Linked DNA regions of Oryctolagus cuniculus: regions 1 and 3 are each linked to region 2. A link is a contact called in public Hi-C data. All regions are on one chromosome and are shown on one strand. The core of a region is the stretch at or near the end of the contact, and the rest is flanking DNA. Distances in the headings are between cores, read along the strand shown.

The links. Hi-C and Micro-C count contacts between places; a contact is called where the count stands out from the background.
Region 1: a contact with region 2 is called in a Hi-C map of an unstated tissue, with 4 times the contacts expected there. The contact joins two enhancer-like sites. A contact is called at or near these places in 4 of 6 Hi-C or Micro-C datasets (ear pinna, embryonic fibroblasts, skin fibroblasts and 1 more).
Region 3: a contact with region 2 is called in a Hi-C map of an unstated tissue, with 8 times the contacts expected there. The contact joins two enhancer-like sites. A contact is called at or near these places in 5 of 6 Hi-C or Micro-C datasets (ear pinna, embryonic fibroblasts, psoas muscle and 2 more).

Annotation. Positions count from the first base shown.
Region 1 is chr2:21,088,067-21,092,189 of mOryCun1.1, forward strand. No RefSeq gene overlaps it. Among named protein-coding and RNA genes, the nearest start is that of RBPJ, 64 kb to the right of the region's middle. Within about 2 kb of position 2,160, at least 1 of the 8 cell types and tissues checked has an H3K27ac peak or open chromatin away from gene starts, as enhancers often do.
Region 2 is chr2:21,283,520-21,287,859 of mOryCun1.1, forward strand. The region is part of intron 2 of RBPJ (recombination signal binding protein for immunoglobulin kappa J region); the gene reads left to right. Among named protein-coding and RNA genes, the nearest start is that of RBPJ, 130 kb to the left of the region's middle. Within about 2 kb of position 2,087, at least 1 of the 8 cell types and tissues checked has an H3K27ac peak or open chromatin away from gene starts, as enhancers often do.
Region 3 is chr2:21,036,837-21,041,348 of mOryCun1.1, forward strand. All of the region lies in intron 1 of LOC127490216 (a long non-coding RNA gene), which reads left to right. Among named protein-coding and RNA genes, the nearest start is that of SMIM20, 100 kb to the left of the region's middle. Within about 2 kb of position 1,330, at least 2 of the 8 cell types and tissues checked have an H3K27ac peak or open chromatin away from gene starts, as enhancers often do.

The sequences.
Region 1 (4,123 bases), core at 910-3,409, 200 kb before region 2:
CCAGGGCTAGAACTCATTATCTGATGATGAATTAGCCGCACACTAATTAAAGCTCTTTCCTCTTCAACACCTTTCCCCGAAGGTCTAATGGGATGTTGTTGTTAAGTAGGTGAGTAGTTCATCTGTGGGCTCACTCTCCCTCCCTGGAGTGGTAGCATGGAAAGAATTCCAGGGTTAGGAAACTGAGGATATGGATTTCGGCCGTCTTACTAATTAGATGAATTGGCCAAGTCACTTAATCTCGCTGAGCCTTGGGATCCACACTTTTAAAAGAAATAAGTTGGACTTGGTGAATCTTTGCTTTCCAAGTTTGAAAAACAGTTGTACAACCAGTATGAGATAGCGCTTTTCATCCATCAAATTAATAAATTTTAAGAAAAACTCAGAATTCCAAGAAACAGGCTCTTTGACACACCGCTGTGGGAGACATAAGCTGGAACAGATTTTCCATAGGGCAATTTGGCAATGTGTAGCCACAATTCTAAAAATTTATTTATCCCTTGACTGCCAATTCCACAACTGGGAATTAATCACAAAGAAATAAATCTAGAAATATGCAAATACATAGCTAAGAGGCTAGTCCATAAAACTCAGCACTTGGGTTCCCTTGCAAGGGGCTCTGTGTGTCTTTGTTCTCGAGTTTCTGATCCTTCATATAATCCATAGTACTCTATTACAATACTTGTATAATACAGCAAAGCAAATGACTATTTAATCATCTAGTGATAGAAAGTAGAAGAGCCTGGAATTTATTGAATATTTTTTGTGTGTACCATGCACCCTGATGGACAGTTTTCTTAAGTTAAAATATTTTCTTGGGCCGGTGCTGTGGCATAGTGCGTAAAGCTGCCAACTGCAGTGCCGGCATCCCATATGGGCATTGGTTCGAGTCCTGGCTACCCCACTTCCAATCCAGCTCTCTGCTACAGCCTGGGAAAGCAGTAGAAGATGGCCCAAGTCCTTTGGCCCCTGCACCCACGTGGGAGCCCCAGAGGAGGCTCCTGGTCCCCGGCTTCGGATCAGCACAGCTCTGGCCATTGAGGCTAACTGGGGAGTGAACCAGTGGATGGAAAACCGCTCTCTCTCTCTCTCTCTCTCTCTCTCTCTCTGCCTCTCCTTCTCTCTCTCTGTAACTCTGCCTTTCAAATAAATAAATATATTATCACAATATCCCTGTGTGAAAGGTATTACTAATCCCATTTTCTAGACAGGGAGCATGACTCTCAGGCAGGTGAAATCTTCTAGCCCAAAGTCACCCAGTGCTGATTAAGGAAGAGGAAGTAGAACTTCTGCTCTGTGAAGGTCAAGGTCGCTGTGGGCATGGAGATAACTGGGTCTGTGATGGAACTGAAGGGTGGGGAATTCAGTGTGTGGATTCTGATTCGGCCTGAGAGTGGGATCTTTATGGAAGAACTGCAATTTCAAAGCTTCTGCCAATTCTTTGTGTTTCTAAAAATGGAAACCTAACTGGTCTACGGGGGCCAAGGCTTTCTGGTAGAGAGAAAAAAAAAAAAAGCACTGACTTGAGCTTTTATCTGTGCAAAAGGAAATTCCATTCTGCAATGGGAAGGGCTACACGAGGAAACCTTGAGTTCTGTGCCAAACAAGGTAAAAGGGGGCGGGGCTCGCACTGAGGCTAAGGGACTTGGGCTTCCTCTGGGGGATGGAGGGAAGAAGCTGCTGAGACTCAGCTCACGTGGGGGTGGGAAGAGATGCAGTAGAGCAAAAGCCCTTGCTGGGGATGAGCAGGAGCAGGGAGCCTACGTGGCAAGAGCTCCGGAGCCTGGAGGTCAAGGTCTTTCATGACCAGTTGGGTTGGTTGGGATATGGCCCAAGGGCTTAGGGTGCTTCCGTACTGAAAGTCCTTCAAGTTTTTAGTTGAGCCAGAAAACCTCCTGTTAGCATCGCCTTGGGGGTAAAGAAAGATACCTAGTCCTTTCTGAAGGCTCATGGTTTGCAAGTGGAGTTATTTTATTCGCATATTTCTAAGAAAGGGTGAGGTGGGAAAGTTGTGATAAACTCAAGGACACGAGTTCTATGTCATTATTACATTCCAGGGACTGAGACTTAAGCCAGTCTTCAGGACAGCTGAAGCCATGTGGCAGGATCCTTTGTAACAGGGGTTCACTTGTTTTGGGGACTGGCCAGTCACAAGCCTACTTGGCCACCGTCGGCAGGCAAGGTGATCAGTGCATTAGATCATGCTTATAATGGCCAAAGGACTTCTCTCTGGCTGACTACCCAGCCTGCCATGTTTATTGCATGATCAGTATCAAGAGACAGCAGCTCTGAAGCCCGCTGGCTCCCTGAGGGTACTCTAGCATGCCAGAGAGAACAGGTGGAGGGATTAGCAAACTCATTTCCAAGGTCACAACAGCGTGGTCCCTGGCGGCACCGCTGCAGGAAGATGGCAGAGCAGTGAGAGCCAGGCCACCGGCTCCTCTTTTTAGAACAAGAGCAGTTACCACTACAGAGTGCCCAGACTCTGCTCCGTGCACCTCATTACTCGCCTGTTCCTTGCTATCAACGTTAAGAGCATGTCATGCGCATTGTTAATGTTCAGTAGTTTCCTAGGGCTGCCAAGGCAAATGACCACAAGCTTTGTGCCTTAAAACAGCAGAAAATTATTCTCAAAAGTCTGGAATCGAGGTGTGGGCTGCGCTCTGTCCACAGGCTCCAGGAATAGTCCTTCCCCGCCTCTCCAGTTTCTGGTGGCTGTGGGGACTTCTGCCTGCTCTCACTCCCTCTGGGAGGCAGCAGGTGATGGCTACAGTCTCTGTCACTCAAGAGGGAGACCTGGATTGAGTTCCAGGCTTCTGGCTTCAGCTTGGTCCAGCCCTGGCTGTTATAGGCATTTGGAGAATGAACCAGCAGATGGGAGCTCTCTCTTGCTCTCTTTCTCTCTCTCTCTCTCTCTGCCTTTCAAATAAATAAATAAAAATTGTGACCTACATTGTAGCACAGCAGGTTCAGCCACTGCCTGCAATGCTGGCATTCCATGTGGACGCCAGTTCAAGTCCTGGCTGCTCCACTTCTGATCCAGTTCCCTATAACATCCTGGGAAAGCAGTGGAAGATGGCCCAAGTGCTTGGGCCCTGCCACTCACATGGGAGACCCAGATGAAGCTCCGGGGTCACAGCTCCAGCCTTGTCCAGCTTCAGCCTTTTTGGCCAATTGGGTAGTGAACCAGTGGATGGAAGACCTCTCTCTCTCTCTCTCTCTCTCTCTTTCTTTCTCAAACTCTGCCTTTCGAACAAGTAAAATAAATTGTTGGGTTTTTTTTACAATTAAAAAGCAAAAAGATGCTTATGACCTAGCTTCCAGAACCTGAGAACATGACCTTATTTGGAGAGAGGGTCCTCAGAGATTGGAATGTGCAGCCTCAAATCAAGAATGGCCTGGAGCCTCTGGGAGCTGGAAGAGGCCAGTCCTGTTCTCCCAGATGTCCAGAAGAACCGTGGTGGGCCCTACATCGTGGTTTGGACATCTGGTCTCCAGAATGGGGAGACAAGGAATTCCTATTGTTTTAAGCCTCTCCGTGTAACAGCCCTAGGAAACTAGTAAGAGGATACTGCAGAAATTTTGTGTGAAACATGAAATTGGGGGCTGGTGCTGAGGCACAGCGGGTTAAGCTACCGCCTGCAGAACTGGCATCCCACGTGGATCCCAGTTCAAGTCCTAGCTAACCCACTATTGATCCTGCTCCGTGCTAATGCGTCTGAGAAAGCAGCAGAGGATGGCCAAAGTGCTTGGGCCCCTGCATCCATGTGGGAGACCTGGAGGAAGCTTCTGGCCCCTGGCTTCAGCCTAGCTGCTGTGGTCATTTGAGGAGTAAACCAGTGGATGAAAGATCTCTCTCTCTGCTCTTCTCTCTCTCTCTCTGCCTTTCAAATCAACCAATCAATCTTTAAAAATTGTTGTTGCAAAAAATTTTGGGAATCTGAAGGGATCTTCAAAAAGTTCAAGAAAATGTGTATTATGAAAAAAATGCAGGAATTTTAGAAATTCTTTGCACCAATATGAGCTTATCTTTTAATTCCATTTCTCTCTGATTTTTTAAAAAGATTTATTTATTCATTTGAAAGGGTTACACAGAGAGAGAAGGACGGGCAGACAGAGAGAG
Region 2 (4,340 bases), core at 837-3,336:
TAATTTCAGATTTTTTTTAAGGTTTATTTATTTGAAAGGCAGGGTTACAAAGAGGGAGAGGCAGAGAGAGAGAAATCTTCCATGCACTGGTTCACTCCCCAAATGACCACAACTACCAGAGCTGGGCCAGGGGAGGCCAGGAGCTTCATCCAGATCTCCCACGTGGGTGCAGGGGCCCAGGCACTTGGGTTATATGCTTTTCCAGGCCCACAAGCAGGGAGCTGGTTGGAAAGTGAAGCAGCCAGGACTGATGGCACTGGCTGGGACTGTTGTCCATATGGGATGCTGGAGCTGCAGCCAGAGGCTTCACCTGCTATGCCACAGCACTGGCCCCAGATTTTTTTTTTTTTTTTTTTTGACAGGCAGAGTGGACAGTGAGAGAGAGAGAGACAGAGAGAAAGGTCTTCCTTTGCCGTTGGTTCACCCTCCAATGGCCGCCGCGGCCAGCGCGCTGATCCGATGGCAGGAGCCAGGTACTTATCCTGGTCTCCCATGGGGTGCAGGGCCCAAGCACTTGGGCCATCCTCCACTGCACTCCCTGGCCACAGCAGAGAGCTGGCCTGGAAGAGGGGCAACCGGGGCAGAATCCGGCGCCCCGACCGGGACTAGAACCCGGTGTGCCAGCACCGCAAGGCCGAGGAATAGCCTAGTGAGCTGCGGCGCCAGCCCCCAGATCTGTTCTAATCCATGCTGATAGGCATAGATTTCAAATAATTAGCTTTGTTGAAAAGTTGACTATCAACCTATACCAAAGATTCTATCAGTGTCTTTTAAGTAGATAAGATAAAATGGTTGGGGGTAGGGAAGCAACTCTTGCAAGATATAATTCATTAAATCTTTGGCACTTTAAATGGGTAGGGCATAAGTTAAAAATGGTTTTATTTCTTACAAATCTTAATTCTGGCATTGAGTCATTTTTAGAAGTAAGACCTGTAAGACTTAATTATTTTGCATTTGCTTCCTTCTAACACTAAAATTCACATTGTTTCAACTAGGGGCAGTATTTTCTCATGGATTGACTAAAAGTTGTTATTTTTGGCATCTGGCTCTGTGATTATTTCTAAGTTAACTTACTTCCCCTGGGCCAGTTTCCTAACTCTGTAGTAAAATGGGAGTTGTAAGAAGTTGCCACATCTTCCCAGAACCTCTGTGCTTTAGGATTTGCAGAGAGCATCCTTGGCTGAAAGGTGTGGCTGAGGTCTAGGAATTGTTGCTGAAATAAGCTCATGTGGAGCAAGTCTTGCTTTATAGGAAGTCAAGAAGGAGGTTATGAACCAAGTTCTTGGCAAGTTACAGTAGTGATAAAGGAATGAGAGAAAACCCAATAACACAGTAAAGCCTGGGTGATAAAACAGGTACATTTTCCCCCATAAACTTGGAGAGTGACAAGCAAAACAAATGACAGAGTGGTATTTGTGTGTGTGCATGTTGTGTAGGAGATTGAAGATTCGTCTAACTCAATTGTAGTAACACATTGTAAAATTATGGGATGCCTTTCCTCTATTGATTTGTTTTCTGCACATAGTTATATTTTTAAAAAATGGGACCACAGAATGTTTTCATTGGACTGTAAGCCAAGTCTGTTAATAGTAATGGCTAATTTTAAATATGCCTTATACTTTTTAAATGCTTTACCATTTGCTCTCAAGGATACTTTGTAACAACCGGACTGTAATTTCAGACTTGACTGGTGGCCTAAGTGTTTTGCACCTGGGGGATACTCTGTAGCTACTGAACGAGTGAAACCTGTTAAACTTCTCCCTTCCTGGTAGATGATACCATGTCCTGTATGGTTCCCCAAACCAGGATCCTGGATTCCTGTCTTCAAACCTTTCTTTTTACTCACTAAAACTAATAGTTTTCCCTCCTAAAACATCTTCTGACTCTACCTCCTTCACCCTCACTGCCACAGTTCATGCTCCATGGTTTCTCACCTGGGTTACTGCAGCTATTGGCAACCTCTTTCTGCTTCTAGGCTTGCCCCTTTTATCCAGCTCCCACAAAGCTGGAGAGCAGTATTGCTGGAGAGCAAATCTGATCAGGCCACTCTTTGGTTTAAAACCCTTTCAATGGCTCCCCCTAGCCTTCAGTAAGAGAGGCAGCAGAGTGGAGAGTTACAAGCTCACACTGAGGATTTAATCTGAACTAGGTTGCAGTTCTATCTCTGCCACTGAAAACTTCTGTCACATTAACTCAGTCTCTCCTTGCCTCTTCCATCTGCTGCCAGGTTATTATTCCTAAATCATAAGGTGGTCGTTGTGAGGATTAAATTAGATAGTGCGTGAAAGCATTTACTTGGCATATAGCAAATACTTAAAAAAAAAGTTGGGTCATGTAGTGCAACAGGGTAAGCTTGCTTGCTACACCGGCATCCCATAACAGAGCGCCGGTTCTAGTCCTGGCTACTCTACTTCCGATCCAGCTTCCTGCTAATGTGCCTGGGAAGGCAGCAGAAGATGGTTGAAGTACTTGGGCTCTGGCCACCCACGTGGGAATCTGGATGGAGTTCTGGATCCTGGCTTTGCCCTGATCTGGCTTTGTGGCCTTTCGGGGAGTGAGCCAGTGAATGGAAAGTCTCTTTCTCTCTCTGTTACCACCACCCCTGCCCCCAGCCCTATCACTGAGACTTTCAAATAAATAAATCTTAAAAAAAAAAAAAAAAAAAGCCCATGTGGCATATGGAGTCCTCCTTAACTATTTCATCTTCAGCTGAATTATTTGCCATTTGTCTTCTTTTTTTTTTTTTTTTTTTTGTTAAAAGAGATTTATTTATTTATTTGAAAGGCAGAGTGATATAGAGAGCTCTTTAGTCCACTGCTTCACTGTCCAGATGCCTGCAGTAGCCTGGTCTAGGCCAGGTTGAAGCCAGGAGCCAGGGATTCTGGGTCTAATGAGTGGCTGGCAGGAATACAAATACTTGGGCTGTCAACTGCTACCTCCCAGGCATACTAGCAGGAAGCTGAGTTGGAAACAGGGTAGCCAGGCCTCGGACCTGAACTCCATGGGTGATGTTAATATCATCACAAGTGCTGTGCCACAGTGACCACCCCTTTTCCTTCATTTTCAGTGTTCTAGCCATATTTAAGAACTTGGAGTTCTAGGCATCAGCCTGTCAGTGTGGCGCCTCTCCATGTCTGAGAAGTGCAGGTCCTCAGTAGGTTATTATTCGAAGCTAAGGCCAGGGGATATCCTTGCTAGATCCAACAGGGCAGTATGTGTTTTTAAAGCACAGTATAACTCTCTTGGAAGCATTGATACTAATTGTCATTATCACACTTAAAAGCTGTTAGTTGCTTGAAGGCAGGTATCATTTTCTTAATCATTTGTATATTTTAATATTCAAAACAGTGCTTAGCATGGTAGGGACAGAGTACAAAGATGTTCTTGAACAGAGGACTCAGTACTTTGAAACACTGATGTAACATGATTCATGTAGGCAGAATTTGAGATGTACATACAAACATATGCATGTGTATATTTGATTCTGTAGGAAATAATTTCTGAACTACTCAGAGGAATTGATTTTTTCAGCCATAGGTGATCATATAGTCCCTGGGAACAACATTATAGTAAGATTTGCAGGCAGATCTTTTTAGATTATTAGAAAATACTATATTGTAATGCTCATACAAAACTGACAAGCTTAATTTTCACATTTTGCTTTTTATCTGATTGATTGTCAAGTTTTTGTCAAAAGGTTCTGTGATTGTCAAATGTTTAAGTACTTAGATGTGTAAGGGGTGGGGTGCACATTAAACTTTGAGATGCTGTAGACTGCCTTTTGGGGATCTATGCAGTAGAACCAAATAAGTTGCTACAGGGAGACTCTGTGGATAGATTACTTATAGGTAATTTCTCCAGCTTCATACCTCTAAAATAGGGACTAGTAAATTCTTAGTGCTGTTGTCTGGTAGGCAAATTGAAATTATAAGGTTCAAATAAAACAGTATGTGTGAGATTTGTAACTAGTAAAGCACTCTTTACAAATATTTTAATTACCATAGCAGTCACTCTCTTCTGGAAATCTTTGAAGGGCTGGGTTCAAGATGAGTTTTTCATATTGCAGCCTGTGGTTGGTTGGTCATGTTTTAGGAGGGCACCAGCATATTTACCACAGAGGACTGCAACCTTTGAAATATGCGTGGTGGCACTGAAGCAGATATATTTGGTAAGTTAGTGCTTGACCGCAGATGCTGTCATTGAGCCCCCGCCCCACTTTTCAGGGTGTGCTGCTTCCTACTGCTCTGTCTTCTGCCTGGACAGCTGTAACGGGGTAGGAATGTTGAATGCCCAGCTGCTGCCATCTCTCAGACACTTAGGCTGCCCACAGTTCTGGATGT
Region 3 (4,512 bases), core at 80-2,579, 250 kb before region 2:
TTCTCTCCGTGCCTACCAAGGAAGCGCATGGGGCTGGTAGTTGGGGATCAGGAGTAAGTAAGCCAGGGTCCCTCTTGATGAAGGCCAGAGTCCACTCAAAAGAGACAAACCTGCAAACGAAGCAGGGGCCCATGGGGTCAGAATACCAGATGGGAGACCATGGAGGTCACAGAGGGTGCCTAAAGGAGGGAGCGATGGATGCACTGCCAACAAGCCTTCCTGCAGAAGAGAGACCGGGGTGGGGTACTCCCACCGCCCTGGGGAGAAGCAAGCCATGTAGGGCCGTGAACCTTCTTCCACCCCAGACTGGAGAGGTCTAAAAATCCCTGTGTCCCTGAATCGCCAGAGCGCTGGGTACAGGTGACATTGAGGCCCCTGGCCTGGGCTCTGAGCCTGTCATTGACTCCCCAGCTCCAGTTCCTCTCCTTGCTGGGGGGAGGGGGAGTGATTTCCAGCGCCCTGGCAGCCTCCTGAGCTTCTGCTTCCTAGGAGCGACCCCTGGCCCAGCTCACCTTCCTCTAGGAAAGAGCAATTGTTACCAGAAGATATGGCCCTCCCAAGCAGGCCAGTCCAGGATCCTGAGTCCCCACCAATGGGCCAGCCCGACAAACAGCTGCAGCCGGGGGAATCAGGTCACACGCCATCCATGGGTGGGCTTTGCAGACACCTCTTCCCCCGGAGGAGTGGGCCACTTTCCAGAATCGTGGGCCAGCAGAAAGGGAGGTTGAACAAACAGGCACAGGGTCGCTCCCTAGCAGCCGTTCTTGTTAGTGCTGCGCCCGCCAGCCGTGCATTTTTGGAGTGTTACATACGCGCGTGCAGCCTTCACCAGAGGACAACTAGGACGAGCGGGGAGGGGGGAGGCCTGAGGGTCAGGGCCAGCAGATGGGCCTCTACTTAAGCAGGTTAGAAGTTCAGCTGTTCCAGGGGAGCCCCTCTCTGGCCGGGCGAGCACGAAGCTTGGCAGAGAGGGGTCGAATGGAAAAAAGGCAGAGGGTCCCGCCTTCCTGCACTGCCCCCCGGGGAACCAGCCTCTCTGTCCTAGGCAGTTGCAGTTTTCTAGGAGGCAGCATCGGCAGCCCTGGCTGAATCAAGAAGCCAGAGGCCCGGTGCCATTCTAAAATAACAGCACGCCTGCGTTTTCCAGTGGAGGGATTACTCCGTGGTGAGCCAGAGAGTTTTGGAACATCATTTGGAAGCAAAACCACATTTTTTTTCCAAAAAAAAAATCTTTTAAAGGAAACTTTGCTTGCAGCAGATTAACTCTTGAAGCGAAGTCCGTGCGGGGACAGCCCCCGGGGTCTTTGCCAAGGGGACCCGTGCTCTGAGTGTAGGCTGGGTTTCCCTTCGTGGGAGGCAGAGAGCACCGCCCTTCCGAAGGGTGGGAAAGGAGAAAAAGTAGAATTTTCTTCTCTTAAAGAGGGTTTATTTTATTTATTTGAAAGGCAGAGTTACAGAGAGATGGGGGAGGGTAGAGGGGACAGAGAGAGAGAAAGAGAGAGAGAGAGAGAGGATCTTGATCACTCCTTCAAATGCCTGCAACAGTTGAGGCTGGGCCAGGCCAAAGCCAGGAGCCATCTCGGCCTCCCACGTGGGTGGCAGGGGCCCAAGCACTTGAGCTACCTCCTGCTGGTTTCTCAGGTGCATCAGCAGGAAGCCGGGTTGGAAGCAGAGCAGCTGAGACTCAAGGCACTCCGATAAGGGGCGGTGGCATCACAAGGAGGGGCTTGACTTACTGCACCACAATCCTGGCCCTACAGAAAGAGAATTCTGGGAGCTGCATAACAAACCACAGCAGTCCCTCTTGATCTGGACTTTGGCTTTGCACAGCTTCAGTTACCTGAAAATATAACAGAAAATTCCAGAAATACACAACTCATAACTTTTAAATAACTTTTATTCTAGTATATCATTACATCATTACAGTTACTCTATTTTATTATTGGTTGTTGTGGTTAATCTCTCTTTTTTTTTTTTTTAAAAAGACTTATTTATTTGAAGTGCAGAGTTACAGAGAGGCAGAGAGAGAGAGAGGTCTTCCATCTGCTGGTTCACTCCCCAGATGTCTGCAAAGGCTAGAGCCGGGCCAGTCTGAAGCCAGGAGCTTCTTCCACATCTCCCACACAGGTGCAGGGATCCAAGCACTTGGGCCATCTTCTACTGCTTTCCCAGGCCGTAGCAGAGAGCTAGTTCGGAAGTGGAGCAGCCAGGACTTGAACCGGCACCTACATGGGATGCTCTGGCACTACAGGCAACGGCTTTACCCACTATGCTACAGCACCAGCCCTTGTGGTTAATCTCTTACTGTGCCTAGTTTGTAAATTAAACTATATGACAGGTATGTGCCAGTCTGTAGAGGGAGAAGTGTAGCAGATGAATATAAAGGGTTCAGCATTCTCCCAGGTTTCAGGCTCTCATGACTGTCTTGAGATGCATCCTTGTGGATAGGGGCAGGCCACCGTACTGCAATGCTTAGTGCCTGAAGACAGCCACCACTTTACTCACTCATGGCCCAGTGTGTCCACTATTTGGCCTGGGTTCAGCTTGGCGGTTATTCTGCTCACCTCACCTGGGGTCCTTCCTTGGGCGGCAATCATTGTAGGTTCAAAATGGGGTTGGGTGGGCTGAGATGGCCTTCCTCACTTTTCTAGCCATTTGTACTGGCTCTTAGCTGGGCCAAGTGTCTCCAGAGGCTGGCTTCAGCTTCTTCCATGGTGGCTGGGTTCCAAACGCAGCAAGAGAGAGGGAAAGGCTCGATCCATAAAGCTTTTTCAAGTCTCTGTGTTACATTTACTGTCCCATCAGCAAAAGCAAGTCATATGGCCAAGCTCTGAGTCAGCGTGGGAGGGACGGCACAAGAGTGTGGACGTGGGGCGGGAGCCCTGGTTCCATTGGGAGCCATTACTATAACTGTCTACCCACAAGAAGGAAGTAGATCTGAGATGGAACTGAACACCCTAACCTCAGAGGGATGCAAACCATGCAAGTCAGCGTGCTTATGAGCTCAAGCTGAGGGAAGAAAGACCAGGGAATTGTCTTGTTGAGGTTTTGGAACAGGCCTGCTGTTTCCTGGGGATGTAGGGATGGAGAGACATTTGCATTAGTAAGACTTGAATAGCTCAAGTAGGAGTCACTTTTAGCTTCTCATAATATTTCTGACAGCATTTTCTGCTTCCCTCCAAATTTACATATGTAATAAATGTGCCTTGAGATTCCTTGGGCTCCCTACCCTTTGGGAAGGATGATTTGAGTCTAAACAGGAAAACAGACACTTCTGGTTTGTACAACAAGGGGAATTGTTTATCTTGCTGATGGAGGAGCAGCCAGGCAAACAGGGACAGTGAGATGACCTTGGGATGAGCCACAGCAACAGGTCACCGCTACTCAGCCTGGAGAGGCAAAGAGAAGACATCAAATTATACGGCACAGGGACCAGGGTGACAGGGTACAAATTATGGCCATAGGGACCTGTCTGGTAGGAGTTGGAGCCCTGGAGAAGGCAGAGCCCCTGCTGGAGAAGCTTCCCAAGACACGAGGGAGTGAGAGCCAAAGCCTGGCTCCCCTTCTCCCAGGCCCCCCGTCCCTGCCAGTGCTTCTCAGCGGCGAGCCTGGCCGGAAGCCCCTGTTGCAGGTTGCAACACAACCTGCGAGGGAAGCCCCTGTGATGCGGAGCAGGGCAGGGTGAGGCGTGGATTGGAAGTTAAAGGGGCCGCCAGAAGAAGGGTGGGATTGCGGGTGGGAAGATTCCCTATATTCCTAAAGTTGTGTTTATGAAATGCATGCAGTTTGTACACCTTGAAAAAGGAGGGGTCTTCACGGTACAGCACCCCACACCCCACCAGTCCTCTCAGAAGCAGAGATCTGTTCTTTTCACTCTGTGGTTCTCTTTATCACAAGCCCTCCATAAAAATAATGCATTTGACTTCTTCCCATAGCCCCTTCTCAGACACCGTTCTCTGGGATGAGGTCAGAGGACAATGCCCAAAACAGACTCCCCCTGTCTCTGTCTAGGAAGGTCAGGCAGAGCCAGCCCTGCATTCTCTGGCCACCAGCACTGCTTCCTGCAAAGCCACTCCTGGGCGTTCACCAGCCCCTTTCCCACACACAGCCGGGCATCCAAGGCTGAATTCTAAGGAGGGTTCAAGCCGGGACCACGTGTTCAAACACACATACTCAAACACACACTTACACACATACACACTCAAATACACACACTCACACAGTCTTAAACACAAACTTACACTCCAGCACACACACTCACACTCACTCACACACTCTTAAACACAGACTCACACTCCAATACACACTGACATTCAAATACACACTCACACACACACTTACACTCAAGCATATATTCACACCAGCACTATCACAACCTCTACGAGAGTGCACAGAAATTCCTGTTGATTAAGCACATGCTTTACATTTCGGTTTTTTCCTCCTGACAGCAGCCCAGCCAGCAGTGGGCCTTCCTCACCTGCGTTGTGACTGCGTGCACAGTAGATGAGCAAG